Regions from separate parts of the Mus musculus genome. Here all the other regions are linked to region 1. The links are chromatin contacts, called in public HiCAR-type and HiChIP or PLAC-seq maps. All regions are on one chromosome and are shown on one strand. Each heading gives the region's core, a stretch centred on a gene start, on an enhancer-like site or on the middle of the called end of the contact. The rest is flanking DNA. Distances are from core to core; before and after follow the strand shown.

What was found. HiCAR-type assays count read pairs that join an accessible place to other places. HiChIP or PLAC-seq counts read pairs in DNA pulled down with a chosen protein or histone mark.
Region 2: a HiCAR-type map of astrocytes shows a contact between it and region 1, with 2.5 times the contacts expected there. The contact joins the promoter of Pwwp3b here to the promoter of Tbc1d8b in region 1. A contact is called at or near these places in 8 of 39 promoter capture datasets (the 3T3-L1 cell line, 3T3-L1-derived adipocytes, the SN4741 cell line and 4 more), 2 of 484 Hi-C or Micro-C datasets (myocytes and nephron progenitors), 2 of 115 datasets of contacts at active chromatin or transcription factors (astrocytes and extraembryonic endoderm stem cells) and 1 of 9 other capture datasets (adipose tissue).
Region 3: a contact with region 1 is called in a HiCAR-type map of embryonic stem cells, with 4 times the contacts expected there. The contact joins the promoter of Trap1a here to the promoter of Tbc1d8b in region 1. A contact is called at or near these places in 2 of 39 promoter capture datasets (cranial neural crest and hippocampal neurons), 1 of 115 datasets of contacts at active chromatin or transcription factors (embryonic stem cells) and 1 of 9 other capture datasets (pancreatic islet).
Region 4: an H3K27ac HiChIP or PLAC-seq map of embryonic stem cells shows a contact between it and region 1, with 3 times the contacts expected there. The contact joins the promoter of Platr21 here to the promoter of Tbc1d8b in region 1. A contact is called at or near these places in 4 of 39 promoter capture datasets (the 3T3-L1 cell line, cranial neural crest, hippocampal neurons and 1 more), 2 of 484 Hi-C or Micro-C datasets (the 3T3-L1 cell line and 3T3-L1-derived adipocytes), 3 of 115 datasets of contacts at active chromatin or transcription factors (embryonic stem cells and stem cell-derived neural progenitor cells) and 1 of 9 other capture datasets (pancreatic islet).
Region 5: an H3K4me3 HiChIP or PLAC-seq map of bone marrow-derived macrophages shows a contact between it and region 1, with 7 times the contacts expected there. The contact joins the enhancer-like site here to the promoter of Tbc1d8b in region 1. A contact is called at or near these places in 15 of 39 promoter capture datasets (the 3T3-L1 cell line, 3T3-L1-derived adipocytes, the C10 cell line and 10 more), 23 of 484 Hi-C or Micro-C datasets (B cells, the G1E-ER4 cell line, the MC3T3-E1 cell line and 14 more), 9 of 115 datasets of contacts at active chromatin or transcription factors (bone marrow-derived macrophages, cardiomyocytes, embryonic fibroblasts and 5 more) and 5 of 9 other capture datasets (adipose tissue, embryonic stem cells, liver and 2 more).

The regions. Positions count from the first base shown.
Region 1 is chrX:139,683,695-139,686,294 of GRCm38.p6, reverse strand. It overlaps Tbc1d8b (TBC1 domain family, member 8B), which reads right to left and starts at 1,299. Exons shown (of 21, transcript NM_001081499.2): 1 at 985-1,299. The coding sequence starts at 1,114.
Region 2 is chrX:139,208,762-139,211,361 of GRCm38.p6, reverse strand. Pwwp3b (PWWP domain containing 3B) reads right to left here and starts at 1,318. Exons shown (of 7, transcript NM_001164630.1): 1 at 1,145-1,318; 2 at 556-623; 3 at 1-3.
Region 3 is chrX:139,332,388-139,334,987 of GRCm38.p6, reverse strand. It overlaps Trap1a (tumor rejection antigen P1A), which reads right to left and starts at 1,305. Exons shown (of 3, transcript NM_011635.2): 1 at 581-1,305. The coding sequence starts at 1,034. All of the region lies in intron 3 of Platr21 (pluripotency associated transcript 21), which reads left to right.
Region 4 is chrX:139,355,486-139,358,085 of GRCm38.p6, reverse strand. It overlaps Platr21 (pluripotency associated transcript 21), which reads left to right and starts at 1,316. Exons shown (of 20, transcript NR_045455.1): 1 at 1,316-1,481; 2 at 1,713-1,796.
Region 5 is chrX:139,412,137-139,414,736 of GRCm38.p6, reverse strand. No RefSeq gene overlaps it. Among named protein-coding and RNA genes, the nearest start is that of Platr21, 57 kb to the right of the region's middle. Within about 2 kb of position 1,281, at least 6 of the 459 cell types and tissues checked have an H3K27ac peak or open chromatin away from gene starts, as enhancers often do. A contact at or near this core is called in bone marrow-derived macrophages, where this site is marked.

The DNA of each region.
Region 1 (2,600 bases), core at 50-2,549:
GAGGTAAGGATATGATCAAAATTCAGGTGGTCAGATTTTTGCTTCTTCCCTCTACATCACCCTCCCCAAATTAAGCTGCTCCACCACTTCAAAGCCCTAATACCAAACTAAGAATTACCATGAAAAACAGCTCTTGTCTCTCCAAGGTCCAAATTTGTAAAAAGCCCCTATGGAAGACTAAGGATCTAAAAACAGCCTTCTTTGTAATCTTCAGACATGGACCAGTTTTGAATTAAGATTAACAACTGTGGGAGACTGGCTTAGAAGAGTTGAGTCTCCTTCTTGTTTAATTGGTTTGGTTTACACATCTTTGAAAGAAGGGGCAGAGCCAAACTCACTGGAGAGAAATGTACTCTTAGAAGAATACAGGGATTCCAAGGGTTGAAAACTTGGATATAGCAAAAGACGCGAAACTGAGAGGAGGTGAGTAATTCTGAGGGCTACTCCTTCACTTCCCCAGCATCAAGCAGCCCCATGCCCCGACCCAAATCTCACTTGCAGCCTCTCTCTCAAGGTGTGATTGGGGCACTTCGTTCTCCTTAGGATTCCCATGTCCTAGCAATGCCCCTCACACACTCGCACTCACTCCCTAGGGTGGTGATTATTTGTATAGGTTTTGGAAAAAAAGTTAAGTCCACACCCGCGAACCCGCTCTCCTCGCCTGTCTTAACGGGACTAGTCTAGCTAGCGCACTGCACTGCCCATCAGCCCCCTTCGCCATGGGAAGCGACCCATCAGGTACTGGAAACCCCCTTAGCTTCTCCTATCGCGGTAAGACCCAAAGAGCAACTGGGAGTCCTGTGCAAGACAGTCAGGACGCGGTGGTAGCAGAGGAAAGGTGGTGGCGGGAGCAGAATTCCCCAGTCAGTCGCCCTGGGTTTAAGATGAGGCAGCGGGCAGCGACGAGTAACTGTTTGCCTTGCCACCTATTCAGTGACAGCGGACCCAGCCCTAACGCAGGTGTAGCTGGCCACAACCTCTTACCTGTAAGTCCCCCTCCTCCTTCTTCCCCGTAGCCTCGACGCCTTTGCAGGACAAAGTACTCGTTGGATCTTTCCATCAGCCACAGCTTCAGCGCATTTTTCAACAGCACTTCCTCGGGCTTCAGCCACATCTTGAAGAACTTTGTGCCGCCTCGGGAACGGAGGCGACCTATTTGTCCTCCTCACCTCCACCCTCCCAGCCTGTCTTTACCCCTCTACTTCTCCTCCCACCAAGTCTTCCGTTGGCGGCGGCGCCTCCGGAGGTTTTCCACACTTCCCCCAACCGTGCCTTCTCTCCCACGTAGGCAGAGAGAGTGCCAACTCCCTCCCACGGAGCTACTGCCAGACTGGGAAATAGCCCCGCTTCACCTCCTCTTGGGAGTTGTAGTTTTCTATCCACTTTTCCCGTACCCGGTCTAATATAGCCCTAGACTACATTTCCCACAATGCACTGGGTTACTAGTTGGGTGGGTTGGGGGCGCCTTTGAGGCGCTCCCGCCACCAGTTAAGTGAGTTTAGCCTGTGTAAAGTTAAAGAGGGTTTTCTTTTGTCTTTTTGCTTCAAATAAGCTAACCCCGTGTATGACAGCAGTGTTCCTAGTTCTTTTATAGTGAGAGGACTAGTTTGTTGAAAACAAAGTTTCCGGCATTTTTGAGTAATGGCCCATCCAGGAAGCAGTAGCCTGCAGCAACTTCCATTTACTTTGCGCCTATTAGGTAGTAGGTGATTTCTCAGGTAATCCTCAGGGAAATCTTTCAAAGTGGATCCTCCGCTTTGCTCGCTAAGCGCTAGCAAGCGAAGTTACTTACCCACGCTCTCACAGTGGGTGAATAGACTTGTTATTCAAAAGCCTTGCCTAAATTAAATTCTGTCCATTCATACCAGAAGAATGTAAATCTCAGAAAACACTTCTTCACACACACACACTTGCGATTATCCCTTCCCCCATGCTGCCTCTGTTTATTTGACTACTGGCTGAAAAATCTCTACTCCAACTTTTTAGGTATTTCTTTTTTTTTTTTTTAACCTTAAAAAACAAACAAACACCCGAAATTCCTTGCAGGGCAGGGCAGCCTATTTTCTTGATACCTTGACAATGCTGCACAACAGCCTACGCACTAAAATGAAAGAGTTCTGCTGTGAGGAATTATTTGAGGGCTGGTTGTTGTTATTGTTGTTGTTAGGATAACTCAATCCCGACAGGAAAAGAATAGAGTGAAAGTGAAAACTGGCTTACAGAAAGAATGCAAATAAAAGGTCCTGAGAAGTTGGCAAGGTATTCAAAATAAAGATATAGGGCCATGTGGCTAAGACAATGGACTGGGACACTCAGACTAGGAGTCCTGGAGCCAGTGAACTCTGCCCCAAGGAGTGTCTCCAGGCTAAATCTTCCAAGACTTGGGCGGTTTCTGGCGAAGCAGGTATATGTCACAAGCAAGTATTTATTTTTGTGGAAGAAAAACGCAACCATCACCACCACCAACAAAGCAAAATCCCAAGGCAGAGTGTTTCCTAGCGCAAAGTCACCCTTTGAAGGTGTATTAAGGCACATCGTTTCTCCATTTCTTCACAGTAAAAGGTCAATAAATGCAGCAAATGTGGATAGCCTTTGTCTTC
Region 2 (2,600 bases), core at 69-2,568, 470 kb after region 1:
CACCTGTAACAAAACGAATTATTCCCTGTCACCTCCATTTTTATATCTGAGTGCCAAAGTCCTTAGCGCCTATAACAAAACCCTGCGTCTTCAGTACGCTCTGCCTGTGTTGTTTACTACTTTTCATTGTATTCTTTCGTCACATGAACACTTTAATGCACTTCTTGAAATTACATTTATTCAATCCTCATAGATAGTTCCCGAGTAGCTTTTCCCACTGTGGTTTTAAGTTCTCTCTTCAGTTAGTTTAGGCCAATGTAGGTACTGCATGCTCAGTGAAGCAAGGAAATACATCGGGCACTGTCTTAGATGTTCTTTAATATGAGGCATCGTTTCTTATTAGATGTACCATTTATTCTGTTTATTGTAATGAATATTTATTGCTTTTATGACCTCTCAGGGTTTGGTTTTAAGACAAGGCCTAGTGTAGCCTGGACTAAGTATCGGAAGCTGGCTTTTAACTGCTGATCATCCAGCCCACCCCCCACCCCCCACCCCCATCCTTCAAGCACTGGGAGTCCAGGCTTTTACCACCCCCATGCCAGCCTCTCTTACCTTTTATATTTTATGCCATTCAGGATTCATCCTCTTGATAGGTAAGCAGAGATGTAGAAAGAGATCACCTTTTACATATAATTAAAACTTTGTTATCTTTTAGAACACTGAGTATCTATTCTTTGACAAAAATAACCACATTCCTAGCTTCCTGAGGCACTTGAATCTGCAAATTGTACTTCACTGTATACTTTTGATCAAAATTCACCAAAACATTAGTATCTGTGGCAAACACAACACATAGAAAGTAAGCCAGCATCCCAAAGACTGTAAATTTTCATTTACGACATCAAAACTTTTGTTTCAAAATAAGAAAGATTAATTCGCGGAGATTTTTTTTTCCGAAACAGCACAGCCACTACGGCTTTTTGACTAAAATACCAAATGATCCATTCAAAAGTTAGTGTTTGCGACCTCGCGAAGAATTATTTTTCCTCAGGTGTAACATGATCGCCACCTCTCTCCCATTAGACTTTTAAAAGAACAATCTGGAATACAAAGCTCAGTTATCATTTCTCTCACCGAGGCAACCGGCACAAAGCGACACCCCTTTTCCTTACTTTCACCCCGCAGCCCCGACTTTTCTCACCTTTCACACCGAATTCTGCAACAATTCTCCCGGACAGGCCTGAAGACGCAGCCTCTGGCGCCTGTCGCGGCCGCCGCTGCCGCCGCCGCCGCCGCCCCTCGGCCACCAGAGAGGCTCTCCCTTAGGCAGTCTCTCCCTCACGAAGCAACAGTCAGTTGGGTGCGAGCCGCGAGCGAGTGGCCCGCGGACCTCCGCGAGCCAGTATAAGAGCAGCTCCGCCCCGCCCACCTCGTGCGTTCCCGCCTTCCCCTCCGCCCCGGATGCTCCGCCCCTTTTTGGGTGGGAGGGGGTGGAGGACAGGAGGGCTCCTGATGCTCAGGGGGGAAAAAAAGTACAAAATCAATGCCCAGCTCATGAGAAGGCAAGTTTTCTTTTTAAAGAGCTTTGTACTTTGTGGGCCCCAAACATACCTTCAATTTCCATTCAAACACATATGATGGTAAGATGAGTGACTTTTTTTTCTGGCATTTTTATTTATTTATATATTAGATATTTTCTTTATATATATATATACATTTCAAATGGTATCCCAAAAGTTCCCTATACCCTCCCTCTGCCATGCTCCCATACCAACCCACTCCTAATTCTTGGCCCTGGCGTTCCCCTGTACTGGGGCATATAAAGTTTGCAAGTCCAATGGGCCTCTCTTTCCAGTGATGGCCGACTAGGCCATCTTTTGATACATATACAGTTAGAGTCAAGAGCTCCAGGGTACTGGTTAGTTCATATTGTTGTTCCACCTATAGGGTTGCAGATCCCTTTAGCTCCTTGGGTACTTTCTCTAGTTCCTCCATTGGGGGCAGTGTGTTCCATTTTATAGATGACTGTGAGCATCCACTTAGATGAGTGACTTCTGAAGGCAAAGAAAAGATAAAGAGGCTGCCGTATAATAATGATGTAGTTAAAACATCCCTCAGAGGGGTTTTGCCTGTTCCTTGTTTTTTTTTTTTTTTTTTTTTTTTTTGTAGCTGTTGTTGTTGTTGCTTTGCCGGTCATCTTTTCTACTTGTTTCTCCTTCCCTTCTCCCTCCCTCCCCTTCCTTCCTCCTTCCCTCTCTCCATCTCTCATTTTTTTTTTCTTTTGTGAGTTTGAGATCCTCCATGCTGTATAGACTGACCTTAAATTCACTCTCTCCCTGCCCCTGTCTTGCCAGTGCGGTTACAGGTGACTTGACTGCGTCACCTAATAATGTAATTTCTAAAGAAAATCCATCCATGTCCGATTATACTGAAATTAGAAAGAAATATATGCATCAACAGTAAACTAGTCAGTTAGGGTGAAGGCCTTTTTTTCTCTCTAAAGGGACTGAGAGAGAAAGGGCCTGGAGTTGGGTGGGTGGGAGGTGGGGAGGATCTGGGAGGACTTGGGAGAGAGGAAGCTGTGGTCAGAATACATTGTACGAAAAAAATGTATTTTCAATAAAAAATATAAACTATAATAAGTATTGTGACCCTGA
Region 3 (2,600 bases), core at 56-2,555, 350 kb after region 1:
CAAATAGGGAGGGAGGGGGAGGGGGGAGCACCCGAAAATGCAAATAGGGAGGGAGCAGCAAGGGGGAGGGAAGCAGGTAGAGGAAAAGCGGTGAAGGGTAAACAGGGAGGGGAGGGGGAGGGGAGCAGGAAAAGAAAAGGTGCAAAAGGGGGAGGGGAGCAGGGAGAGCAAAGCTGGTGAAAGGTAAATAGGGAGGGGGAGGGGAGCAGGAAAGAAAAGGCGCGAAAAGGGGAACAGGAAGGGGAGGGTTTCGGGAGAGGAGCAAATGGGGAAGCCTGAAGAGGGTGGGGATCAGAGAGCAGAAGGCACGAAAAGTTGAGCCGAGGGGGAGGGGAGCAAGGAGAGCAAAGGGGAAAGGGAGCAGAGCAGGATGGACTGAAGCTCCAGAGGCAAGGTGGGAAAAGGGAAGAGAGCGGAGCAAGGACTGGGGGATGGGAGGAGCGGGGATAGGCGTGGACAGGAGAGCCAGGAATGGCTCCAGCAATGACCCCCAACCAAAATGTGGTCTTTACTACAGATGTGGGCAAGAGTAAAGAATGCACCCCACCTGAATCTAGAGTAAAGACCACGGGTTACTCACAGGCACAGTTAGCGCCAGCACCCATTTCCTCAGCTCCGGCACCCATTTCCACGCTCATCTCTTCTTCGGCCTCATCTTCTGATTCATCATCCATCAGGTTCTCCAATTCTTCTTCCTCATCATCCTCATCATCATAGAAGGCATCGTCGTCGTCGTCCTCGTCGTCGTAGTAGTCATCCTCATCATCCTCATCGTCTTCATCCTCATCGACAGAGGACATGCGCTTGCTTTGCCTGGCTATCCAGGCCACATCCCTTTCATACTGCTCCTCATAAAGGGCGTCTATGAACATCTGGAGCGCCAGAAAACTTGTTGTGACAACAGCGAAGACCAGCCACCCTAGATAAGGCAGAATTTCTTCCAGGGAGTACCGGTGCAATAAATTGCACCTATTCCCATCACCGTCACCACCTGAGCCACTGTGGGCTTTGTCTGGCTTCTTGTTATCAGACATGGCACAAAGGGTACCAGCAGGAAGCCGAGCTAAGTTAAGATAAGAGTAGAGTCGCAAGCTAGCGGCTTACTTCTTCGACCAGCTCAGTGCAATGGCGTTGACACAATGCATGCTGGGAGAGCAAAGGGGGGGGGTCCTCCCTCCTTCCTCCGGAAGAGTTCTATACGGAAGACTTCTATAAGGAAGACTTCTAAACTCAGCACAGCACGAGGTGGGAGGGGGGAGGGAGGGTGTAGTAAACTCTGGACTACTTTTTTACGTGAAAGGGTACAAATTCACAAGCTAGAGCTGTAGGCGGAACTTGCAAAACTTCCTACCCAAGGCTCACAAACCCCCCACGAGAACAGTAAGCTCATTGGCTGAGGGATGAATATCGCAGAACTCAGACACCCAATGAGTGATCAGGATCTTCACACATCTAGCGTCTTTGGGAGTCCCGGGTTCTTTTCATTCTCCTGTGGTAACGGAACTGTCTTACAGTGTACAGTGTTACAGCATAGCCGATTATTTGGTACAGAGATCGGCGTGTTTTGCATAGTTTCTTAGGGACAACTTGTAACAAACCGTACACAGGCTTTTAACATGAGAAACATAGCAATATGTTATAAGCGATCTCCAAACTTCACACCCGAGAGAGAATGGCCATTCGTAAGGATTAACAGTACTAAAACTGTTCGTGGGAGCCAGGCGTGGTGGCGCACTTAATCCCAGCACTCGGGAGGCAGAGGCAGGTGGATTTCTGAGTTCGAGGCCAGCCTGGTCTACAGAGTGAGTTCCAGGACAGCCAGGGATATACAGAGAAACCCTGTCTCGAAAAACAAACAAACAAACAAACAAACAAACAAAACCAAACAAACAAAACCAAACAAACAAAAAAACTGTTCGTGGCCACCATTCTGCAAAAATCATGAAGACTAATACGCTAGTCTGCTACTCCAGAGGAACCAGGGCTGCTGCAAGTGATTTGTGGTCCAGTTTCATCCTTCACCTCCATCAGTTTCGGCACACAAGCCACATAGGATAGAACCGTAATAGTGGACAAAGCAGGAGAAACCCACAGGTCAGGGGATTGCAGGAGGCGCGAGAGGGGTGGCAAAAGTCTGTACAGAAGTAGTCTCCAGGGGACTGTGACAGAAAGGCTTGCCACCATTGCAGTGTGTGCGCGCGCATGCTATGTTTTAACTTTGGTTGAAGGGAGCTCTATTTAAGGGCTCCAGTTTCAAATAAGAACACTAAAAAAGCCAAAGTCAAATGTATAATTATGGACTATTTTTCTTCCGGGACACAAATAGCCTTGAATTTGAGAGTTTGTTTTTACTGTACATTATTAATGACGTACTATGTTTAGTATGGTACATATGTACATGTTTTACATGGTCTAGATTGTGTGTGTTTGTGTGTGTGTGTGTGTGTGTGTGTGTGTGTGTGTGTGTGTGTGTGTGTGTGTCTTTTTAGGAGAATCCTGAAACCAGAAAGGGAAACATGACATGGTTGACTTTTTTTTTTTTTTTTTTTTTTTGGTTTTTCGAGACAGGCTTTCTCTGTGTAGCTCTGGTTGTCCTGGAA
Region 4 (2,600 bases), core at 67-2,566, 330 kb after region 1:
GGGAGTGAGTGTGGGAGAGGGGAGAAGGGAGTGGCGCGAGTGGAGAAAGAAAGCCTTCTGCCAAGGTTTTCAATGAAACAGCTCTCTTAAGACAGTCTTGTGTGCATACCTGTATCTGGGGCAGGCTTGTACGCATAGCCTTTATTTGGGGGTGGAACAGGGCTCTATATCGACTTTGGAGAGTGGAAAGGAGTTCACAGGGTAAATGAAACTCCTTGGCTGGAGTTTCAAGTTCTGTGAATTGTCTCATTTGCATGGAGAGGCATTTCAGGAATCTCAGGTACCTGCTGGGTGGGTTCTTATGGGGGAGGGGTTAGTTTGTAGGTCGGTTCCTTGGCAGCCGGCGGGAGAGGCTGTGTGGGGTTAGGCTCCCCAGACAAGGGACTCTCTGCTGCAAAAGGGAGTCCTCCATTTTATGAAAAGCTGGGAAGAGCCATCCAGTCATGGTATCTGCGAGGGAGTTTCCCCACGGTCAGGGCAAGTATTTTATAATAGCAAGAGGATACTGAACCAAGGCCTTCAAGTACTCACTTTAGAATATTTGTGTGTGTGTGATGCTTACATGTTTGTGTGTGTGTGTGTGTGTGTGTGTGTGTGTGTCCGCGCGCCGGCTTGTTCCCACCTGTGTGTGGAAGCCAGAGGAGAATGTTAGGTGTCCTGCCTTACCATCCTCTGTTCTATTTCTTGACAGACAGTCTCTCACTGAACCTTTGGTTTATGGATTTGGCCAAGCTAGCTGGCCAGCAATCTCTCAGATTCACTTGGCTTCAAGGTCCCAACACTGGGATTACAGGCATATATAACCATGCCTGGATTTTGCATGCATGACGGGGATCAAACTCAGGTCTTCACATTCGTACTGTAAGTCCTTTTACCCACTGAGCCATCTTCCCAGCCTCCTCACTTTGGAATTATTAAAAATAAAATTTTATGTTAAAAATAATGAAGAACATGTTCGTATAAGGCTCACCCAAAGTGAACATGAACCAATAACAAAATAGGTAGATGGACAAGGGTACAGCAGATTTTCACACAGTGCAGGCTCTTAGTGATCTCACAAGCTGCTCTTTGGAAGAAAACGGTACTCATAATAATCTTGGATATTTGGAGTGCATAAATCAGGGAACTCGGGAAAAAGCCAGCTCCCTCGCACTATCACTGAGTATGCACATATGACATTATCTTCGACATTTCCAGACTAGAAACCATTGATTAGTAAAATGCTAATTCACTGAAAACAGGTCTTTGCGAAGACAGCCCTGCCCCCTTAAGAATCTGAGATCGCTTTTACTGAATAAACATCATCCATTTCTGCAATGTGAGTAAGATGCTCTTTCTGCACCTTGTGCCACATATTCAGCCCTGGGAACAGATGTGCAAGAACAAGGCTTAGGTGGAATTGGCACTTCATACCATCAAGATAAGGCGATGTGGCTTTGAGCAGAGAACATAAACAGTGTGGCTCAGCTCAGAAGGTCACTGTGAGTAGGCTGCTTTTCTTAAATGAATCGGGTACCCCTGGAAGGAAGAGCCCACCACTCTGGAGAATTTGCTCCTTTTGACTTCATGTTATGCTCTTTAGGGAGTTGAATCAGTGCGTTTCTCTGAGGCTCCCACCTGGCTGCTTCCTCCCTGTTTACTTTTTAGAATGTGTATCCTTTAACACCGTATCCTGTCTGGTAACATGCATGCACCGAATCACTGTTTTCCAGCCTCTGGGGGAAAAAAAAAACATGTGTGGGAACATCCATTCTGCCCGATTGCTGCTGCTTCTACTTGCTTCAGCAGTGGGAGAGGTAAGAAGGGTGTATGTGCTTCTGACAGACTGGGCTGGGCTACATGTCTGCAGGAGGCCCCTGGAAGTTGATGCCTGAGATGCTGTCTGCTGCTTGAGACATTGCTATGTTCTGAGCATAGGGCATTTCCTGATGATTGGCAGCTCCCACGTTCAAGTAAAATCAAGGCTGCAAATGAGGCTGTGGTTCACGGGGTCTAGACAGGTGCTGACAGGATGTGGTTTCCATCTGAGAGCAGATTTCAACTCTTCTATTAGCCAGAGCCTTTTGAGGCCATTGAGCTAACAATGTAAAATATTTCACTCAATAACCTGACCGGCCACACTCCCCAGGTGCCTCCGCACCTGCAGAGTGAGTGGAGCAACCCAGAGACATCCAGTCTTTAGGCTTTTTGCTTCACCCATCCCTCCGCTTTCATATGTACAGGTTTTTAGTCCTTTCTCTGCTCCTTGTGAAGGTACCAAGCCAAAAGTTTGTGTGTAAAAGGAACATAACATGCAGATCTAGATACGTAGGGTACATTCTCAAGCCAGAGTTTTCTTCTCTACTTGTTATGCACTATAGGACAGGCACTTGGGCACACATTCTTTCGACCCTAGAAAAACCTCTGACTGCTCAATGTTTAATGAGCTGCTATTTGGTGGGAACTTAGAAGATGCTGGGAGTAGTACAGATGATGGAGGCAAGGTCTGTGAAGTTTCAGAGGGAAGTGTAAGAGTTCCTTAAATACTATCAGCTATGTCTGATGTTTTGAGCATTAAGAATCTGTGTTTCGGATCAAACAGGGCTTAAGAATTTGCTGTG
Region 5 (2,600 bases), core at 32-2,531, 270 kb after region 1:
ATAAAGGAGAAATCTCTGATAATTTCTCTCTGAACATTAGTAGGACATTTAAGCCACATGACTCCCTGCCCACACATTAGAATTCCCACCATGTCCCTGATTACAGTAAACACCAACATCAGTTTCCTTCCTTCACTCTTTCGGGCTGCTTTGCAGATCAGTTTGAAAAGACTCCCTTCTCTTCCATGAAAAAATATATTAAATAGCATAGTTATTTGTATGGTGTCAGAGGCTTGACCCCTGAGCCAAATGTTAGGTGATACCAAGCCCATTCATTCCTTGGAGACTGTAATGACTCCCTTTTCTCCCAGTCTCTATAATCCAGTCACAGACGCCTTTGTCACACGCCTTCAAACTTTAAGCCTTGGATATTAGATGCTCTGGGTCCTAGTAGGAGTGCTTCCGTTAACTGACAGGTGCTAGTTTATAGTAAACTTGAAGCTGCAGTTACTACCCAGTGACTTCAATGTCTTCGTCGTCGAGGATGATCAGTCACAGAAAGGAGTCTACATGTCCTTGGGACAACATGATCCTGATTACCATCTCGACCTAAGGAATGCTGCTGCATCCTGGAACAGGACAAACATGCCAAGCTTCCAGATAGTTATTTTATGCCACCCACACACACACACACTGAGTAAAGCAAGATACCTTTTAATTCCTCTTGTAACTTAAATTTTTATGATAATATATTTATGATTAAAATATGTAACTAGCCGGGCATGGTGGCACACGCCTTTGATCCCAGCACTCGGGAGGCAGAGGCAGGCAGATTTCTGAGTTCAAGGACAGCCTGGTCTACAAAGTGAGTTCCAGGACAGCCAGGGCTATACAGAGAAACCCTGTCTCGAAAAACCAACCACCACCCCCCCCACACACAAAAAAAAATATGTAATTAACAGTGTTTAAGGCAAAATAAAGATTCCAGTGTTCTGCATGAAAAGAAACTAAGGGCTGAAAACTGCCTGACTGACCACAGAAAGTATTCCAAGATATACTCAAAGATCAAGTACCTGGGTAAGAGCTGGCATATTTATTGGTATAGAACGTTGAACAAAATGCTTCCAATTATTAGCTGGCCAGTATTTCAGAAGAGACTTCAATGGCACAGATGACAGGATAGTAGTAACAGGAGTCATTTGAGCAAGCTTACTACACAAGCAAATGTCAGAAGCATAAACCAGGACAATGGATCCAAAGGAAGCTTATGTCTACTCTTGCATTATTTAAAAGCTTAACAAAACAAAACCACAGAAAGCACAAATAGCCCCAAAATAAGTATGACTCACAATACAAACAACAGGAAGTGTTCCTGCTCAAGCCAGACACTAGATCACCAAGGCGTTTAAATCACCTACTTTACAAAAGTTTGAAGCACTGAAGGAAGCTCTGTTAAATGTTACAAAAATCTCTCTCCAAACAAGCAGTACCAAGAAGTGGACATAATTTAAGAAAACAGAACAAAACAAATAAATTCATAAAAAGCAAGCAAAATACTTTGGGTGTGATGAAATATATCAATTGCTTTATTACTTAAGGACCTTAGGCAGGGAGATCAGATTTGGAGGCCATCAAGGGCTACATAGATGGAATCTGTCTCAATAAAGACAGAGAAGGAAAACAGAACTTCTGGAATTGAAAATCACAGTAACAAAAATGGTTTGACTTAATAAGAGTGAACTGTAAATTTGAAGGTTGTTAAAGGGTTACTATTGCTGTGATAAAACACCACGACCACCATGTGGGGAGAAAAGGATTTTTTAAATTTACTTTTTGGTTGTTTATTATTTTAATTGGATATTTTATTTATTTACATTTCAAATGTTATCCCCTTTCCTGGTCCACCCCCTGAAACCTCCTATCCCATCCCCCCCTTCACTGCCTTTATGAGGGTGCTCCCCCACTCCCTCACACAATTCTGCCTCACCACCCTTGAATTCCCCTACACTAGGGCATTGAGCCTTCACAGAACCAAGGGCCTCTTCTCCCATTGATGCCCAACATGGCCATCCTCTGCTACATATGTGGCTGGAGTCATGGCTCCCTCCATGTACACTCTTTGGTTGGTGGTTTGGTGCCTGGGAGCTCTGGGAGCTCTGATTGGTTGATATTTTTGTTCCTTCTATGGGGTTGCAAACCCTTTCAGCTTCTTCAGTCCTTCCCCGAACTCCTCCATTGGGGACCCATTCTCTTTCCAATGGTTGGCTGTGAGCATCCACTTCTGTATTGGCAGGGCCTCTCAGGAGACAGCTATATCAGGCTCCTGTCAGCAAGCACTTCTTGGCATCTGCAATAGAGTCTGGGTTTGGTGTCTGCATATGGGATGGATCCCCAGGTGGGACAGTCTCTGGATGGCCTTTCCTTCAGTCTCTGCTCCACTCTTTGTCCCTGTATTTCCTTTAAACAGGAGCAATTTTGGGTTGATATTTTGGAGATGGGTGGGTTGCCCCATCCCTCCATTGGGGTCCATGCCTAACCTCTGGATATGGTCTCAACAGGTTCTCCCTTCCATTTGTGGGGTATTTCAGCTAATGTTATCCCTGTGGGGTTCTGGGAGGCTCTTGCTTCCCTGGCATCTGGGACTTTCTGGTTTTTACCCC